Regions from separate parts of the Danio rerio genome. Here region 2 is linked to region 1. A link is a contact called in public HiChIP or PLAC-seq data. All regions are on one chromosome and are shown on one strand. Each heading gives the region's core, a stretch centred on a gene start, on an enhancer-like site or on the middle of the called end of the contact. The rest is flanking DNA. Distances are from core to core; before and after follow the strand shown.

Region 1 (2,874 bases), core at 290-2,789:
CGGTTGTAATGGAACTCTTTCTCCAATTCCAGGACTTGCTGCCTCGTGTACGCTGTGCGCGAGCGCTTTGGTTCACCCCCTGAATAGTTCGGGCTCACTGTTGGGATAGAAAAAGCGACACGTTACAGAACGTATAACACAAACAGACACACACATATACCCACACACACACAGCCCCACACATTGAAGAAGCTAGATATTCTTAAATTCAAATTAGATGCACACGCTACAATAATAAAGTATTATATATTTTTAAGAACATTAAGAAAACGATCTGCATGTATTTGCAAGTAAATACGCGACTGTTAAAAGATTAGATTATGCAAAATGGTAAACAAAAAAGGTCATTGTCTATTTAGGATAACATTTGGGATCGGGACAATGTGTGCTGATTTAATGTTACACGTTCCATAAGAAATTCTAAAAAAAATACATGATCAGCATGTATACTACGAGAAACAGCATGTCTGGTTACGAACGACTAATGATTTTGCAAACATTACATGTGCCCCCTTTTTTACGCACACCATGGCAGCTAGTACATGCGCTAATTATGGTATAATAATAGTTCATAAAAGAGTGCGATTGTTTGTATTACCATTAGTCTTTTATTGTCTTCCTCATAACTGTGAATATTTTACCTCTCCATAAAACTTCTTTACCAGCACTTTTTTTACTAACAATTGTAAAGTGGAAGTATAAAGTAGCCAACACATTAACCCGTCCAGTCACTTAAAATCAAATTACTGAAACATAAAACTTAACTTATGGATTACATGATAACTCATAAAACTCTTCTCGGGAAGAAATTAGAACGAGAAAGTTGCATAGACCCCGAAAGAGCTTAAAGAAGGAGTGCAATAAAAATTTATGGAGGGTGTAATTATATTGCCCTGCAAACAGACGGTCGTAAATCTCGACCAAGGGCAACTTCATAAGAGGAGCAATAGATTTAACGCCGGACATTAGGCTCTCTAAAGTGGCCGAGCTGTCGGTGCACGGAAACACACTAGTAAAAGAAGTTCAGCTGCACTTACCGATGTTTACGTGGACTTTTTTCATCCAGGGGTATACCACGGGATCTTTTCTTGAGCTGACCGTTGAAGTGTTTTGGCTAGTGGGAGTCTGACCGCAGGCTGGCGGAGGGCTTGGAGTTACCGAGTCGCAATGATGGCTTGGTTCAGGGAGAGGGGTCGAGAGTGCGGTTGTGGGTAGAACGTGACCTCGCGGAGAGATAACCGCGGCAGGCTGCCCCGGACCCTGGCACGATGAGTAGGGTGGGTCGGCGCAGCCCGACCGCTGGTGGTAGATCGACTCATGCTGGAACGAGGGGTCTTGCCTCTGGGCGCTGTAGTAGTCCGGAGAGTGACTGGGTAGGTAGTCGCTCTGGGAATATTCCTCGCAGGGTGGAAACTTAGGGTCCACATAGTTGGAGTTGATCAAATAGGAACTCATGGCCATTAATTTCTTTGAATTGCACACAAAATATACTAAAATTTATATGTATCCCTTTACTCGTTTTCCTGTTTCGTAGAACCCTCCTACTTTCTGTCAAGTGAACAAAGTTAAGGGTCCATGTGACATCGTCAGCCAATGGCGTGGATCTTCGCGATTCCCGGATAAGGAAATGGGATTAGTCAGTTTAGACCGTGCTCGTCTACTTGCATTTCGGAACAGCGAAAAATGCCATACTTTTCATACATTACCGTGCCTTTGATGAGATAGTGGTAAAATCAAAACAATAACACGCCGGACAAAGCGAAAAGGCATGCTGGATTCTACCAGCTCCATAGAAAGTCACGCCCCCATTCCCTCTCAGTTCATCTGCAGATTGAGAACATTGACTTTACCTCTATAAAGATCTGTTAAGATTTAGCGAACTAAAATGCTGCAAAATTTAGACCAGTGTTCATGAAAAGCGGTATCAAGGGAAAGTGATGCAAGGAGTTCGCGTTGGCCAGGCTCTTAAATGCACTCGCTAATAATGGTGAGAGAATGGTCGTGGCGTGAGCTGCGTGTCAGAGATGAATCTAGGCTTGTTTAAGATCGATAGAAAATTCATCAACTAATTCAGGTTACAAAGCCTCCTAAATCACAAAGGAGACCTTCTGCATTTAAACATAGTCTGCAGTCATTTCTCTCCAAACGGCGCGTTTGTCCTGTACGCCAAATCTACTCACAATGAATAGTAATTTATGTGCTCAGTCCCCTATTATCACCAGCAACAAATATTTCTCCTTGCTCACTGATAATGTTTAAACCAAGATAGTCAAACAATCACTAAACAATGCAGACCTCTACAAATCTCTACAAAGTCATTTTTGTCATTTTTTAATATTAAAAGTCTTACAAAATACGCAAGACATCGTAAACGTTCTTCATATTTACACAACAACTGAAAAGAATGTACTAGTTACAAAAATAACTTTCGTTCGTGCACCAAACGTTCAGTCGTGGTATTAATTACAATAACAAACCAAATGTTAAAATGTCGTCATCTTTGCCCGTTGAAGTTGAATGTAGCCTATACATCAACTACATACTCCCCTAGATACGAATTTGTGACTGTGCGTCTGTTTACACAAATCCGGATCTACAGGGTATATATAGATGACAGGTTTCTTCTTGACAGGTATTGAGAAAGCCAGCTCACCTTGACAGCGCCTTCCCATTGTCAAGTTGTTGCACCTGGAACAGTCTGCCTCCAAGGATATCAGCAATCTGTCTCACCACTTAATGGATCGGTGCTTCCTTTATAAACTTTTCTAATAGTTTGTAGTAAACACTGGAGATTCTTTTTTCTTCATTTTACTCAAGATAACAACTAAACTCAACTGAACAGAGGAAAATCGAAATTTTCTTCCTTGTGGCTCT
Region 2 (3,260 bases), core at 575-3,074, 140 kb before region 1:
TTGCTGACACTTTAGTTTAATTAACAATTCACACATTTGCTACTGGCTTATTACCTGGCTATTGTTAATGTACAAGCACTTAAAGCATGATTTTATTTTACATCCCTATACCTAAACCCAAATACCTTACTAACTATTATTAATTAGTAGTTTATTGAGCTTAATGTGTTGTTAATAGTTTGCTAATAGTGTGAATTGACCCAACTGTTTTTACAGTGTATAAATTTGCTCCTTTTGCTTTTCTTTGTTTAATATTTTAATTATTATTCTTTCAAATTTGTATAGCATTTTATACCAGCACTTTGAGGATGAAGAAGGGAGGGACAGAGGAGCAAATAAAGGAGTGACACAGCAAAAGGAGGGGAAAAAAGAGGTATGATTCAGCTGCCAATCAAATCTTTGGAAGACTCGAGCTCCGCCCAATTCTCCAGGCATGAGTCATCAAACTCTAAACCTTACACAAACATGCAGACACATATTTTATACTTTCTAGCTAAAACCAACGTTTTATAAATGAGCCATAAAGAGACTACATTTTTTTAGATGCAAAAAGGTCACGGTCTGTTCAAGGAGGGCAATAATAATCCCATTAGTAATTTCTAAATATATATACAGTGAGGACACATACACACTAACCAGCCTAGACCTGCAACTGTTTTCCAACTATTAAACCTTAAAATGTTTTTCTTGAGGAAAATTATGTATTGATATGCTAAATTACTCGCATCAAGAATGTCCAGCATCATTAAGAAAATGGCAAATGCTTTTAAAATGTAAATTAAAATGCTTTTTTACAAATGTGATCTTTGTGTGAAGTTTTAGTTCTAGACAGGCGTCTGTTTTTTATGCATGACAATAAAATGGGTTCTTTCAAGCTAGATTCTCTAATACTAACTTGGATTTGTGGGATATAAGTTGTTCAGATAGCCTACTTCAAACCAGTTATTTAATTAATCCATTTATACATTATAGTTTTTGTTATCTGTAGCTAGTTAACTATATAATAATAATAACATAATATTATGACATAATATAAAATTAACAATGTTTTGTTTGTATACACACAATCTTTGTAACGTTTGATGTATTAGGTTGCTCATAATGCCTGATCATTCATTTCTAAGCTAAATGAATGTGTTCTTGTTAAATATGAAGAATCTTGATGTCTAATGAGGACTTCTCATGCAAATCTTTCCCTCTCATATTTGTTTTGATTCTCTTTGCACTTCCATAAATACAGATGATTTCTTACTCGAATCATTAATGAATACTCCAGTCGTTCGCCAAATGGAACTTTTCCAGATAGTTGCTCCTTTCCTGTTAATTCATCGCTCGCACTATTCATATTCCTTATTGGTCCACCTCTGACGCTGTAGCCAACCTGTGAGGAGCAATAGAAACAGATGTATTTTAGAGCGATGCAGTTCTCTCGAGTGACCAGTAGGGCGCACTGCAGCAAACAAGACCACAATCGGAGCCACTGCTTGTTTTTACTTTAACCGTTTCACTGCTGAGTGTTTGTTTTAAATGATTAAATTTCGAGTTATTTTGGGTTATTATCAAGTTTAATTCACAAATATCCGAACAGAGAGATTTAGTATTGTCTGATTTCTCTGAGGTAATCTCTAATACTTCATATTTTTTTTATTATTTGTCCGTTGTTTTTAAATGTTTGAACCTGCACCGTTGTGGTTAAATGAACGTTAACGTGTTTCTGTTATTATCAAAGCTCTTAAGCCGTAGTGACCGTTTTACTGGCATTAAATGACACTCAGAGACTGTTTGACTTGTCTTGTTAGGAAGTTGTAAAATGACAACAAACATCAAGGAGCCCCACTTGACCACCGGGGTGAGAGGATGGAGACTGTGGGTCACAGAAAGCCAGAGCAGGGTAAGCCTGTGCTAATCTTTGGATATAATACCCCACTGTTAGCATGCCTTATCTCAAGTATGTTGCTGATAATACTGAAGCCACCAAGACTAATTACAGGCAATGTATACCAGAACATCTCACCTCGTCTTAACTTCACATTAATTATAACTGATGATGGGTTGTGTCACCGCTGCAGTCCAGTCGTATTTGTTTCTGCCTTTAAGAGAAGAAATAGGACTGGTGATTAGCATGGCAAGACACTGTAGGTAAACAGGGTAAAACTAACTTATTGTTATGAGCATAATTCACTAGTTCATTGATTACATTCATATAATATTGTTTTTATAATATTTTTGTAATTATTAAAGATATGTGACCTTTGACCACAAACCAAGTTTTACATTGCATAGTTATATAAGCTAAATATCTTATATTAGTCAAAATTATTGATCTGTATTTTAAATAAAAAATACATAAAGTTAATATCATGTTCTATAAAGACATTTAATAAATTTCCTACTTTTAAATATAGCAAAACTAATATTTTGATTAGTACTGTGCATTGCTAAACATTTGATTTATACAGATATAAAGGCAATCAGATTTCAGCTTTTCAGTAGTTGCGTCTTGTCCAAATGATGTCCTAACCATGCATCAAGGGACAGCTTACTGTATTTATTCTGCATAAATCTCAAGTTCTATAAACTGGCTCATAAGAGGTTATGTGGTCCAGGGTCACAAATGCATTATTTTATTAAATATACTCTTATTTGCATACATTTCTAGCACAAAAAGTTGTCATATTGCATGTAATTGCATGTCATCTTTTTATCTGGACATTTATATGCGATCATATTACAGATTTTCTTTAGTTTTATCTTGTTCAGATGTTGTCCCAACCATACGTTAAGGGAAAGCATACTGTATTTATACAGGTGATGTATAAATCTCGACCTCCAAAAACTGACTCTCATAAGGTTATGTGGTCCAGGGTCACATATGCATTATTTCATTAAATATACTCTAATTGGCATACATTTCTAGCACAAAAAGTAGTCATATTGTGAGTAATAGCATGTCAGCAATAATTCTGAGGCAATTTCATGTATATCTTTTTATCAATAATTCAGAAAATGTAAACTTTTAAAAAAATGTTGCATATAATCAGGCAAATATGTGTGAATGTATCGCTCTGTAAAAACCTTCAAAAAACAAATTCCAATAAAACTGATATGTGGTATATACAAGCACTGCTAGAATGGAAATTTATTTTTCAATGCTGGAAAAAAAACATTGAGAAAAAAAAAAAATATATATATATATATAAAAAAGAAAGATAGTGAATTCTAATTTAAATCATGAGACACTGATTAATTGTGAAAAGGAA

What was found. HiChIP or PLAC-seq counts read pairs in DNA pulled down with a chosen protein or histone mark.
Region 2: a contact with region 1 is called in an H3K4me3 HiChIP or PLAC-seq map of gastrula embryo, with 4 times the contacts expected there. The contact joins the enhancer-like site here to the promoter of hoxb4a in region 1. A contact is called at or near these places in 6 of 18 Hi-C or Micro-C datasets (caudal fin, embryo, gastrula embryo and 1 more) and 3 of 4 datasets of contacts at active chromatin or transcription factors (caudal fin, embryo and gastrula embryo).

What each region holds. Positions count from the first base shown.
Region 1 is chr3:22,460,255-22,463,128 of GRCz12tu, reverse strand. It overlaps hoxb4a (homeobox B4a), which reads right to left and starts at 1,539. Exons shown (of 2, transcript NM_131118.2): 1 at 1,038-1,539; 2 at 1-97. The coding sequence starts at 1,461. The region is part of intron 1 of hoxb3a (homeobox B3a); the gene reads right to left. It overlaps mir10c (microRNA 10c), which reads right to left and starts at 2,618; the gene lies at 2,524-2,618.
Region 2 is chr3:22,597,860-22,601,119 of GRCz12tu, reverse strand. No RefSeq gene overlaps it. Among named protein-coding and RNA genes, the nearest start is that of hoxb1a, 91 kb to the right of the region's middle. Within about 2 kb of position 1,824, at least 12 of the 62 cell types and tissues checked have an H3K27ac peak or open chromatin away from gene starts, as enhancers often do.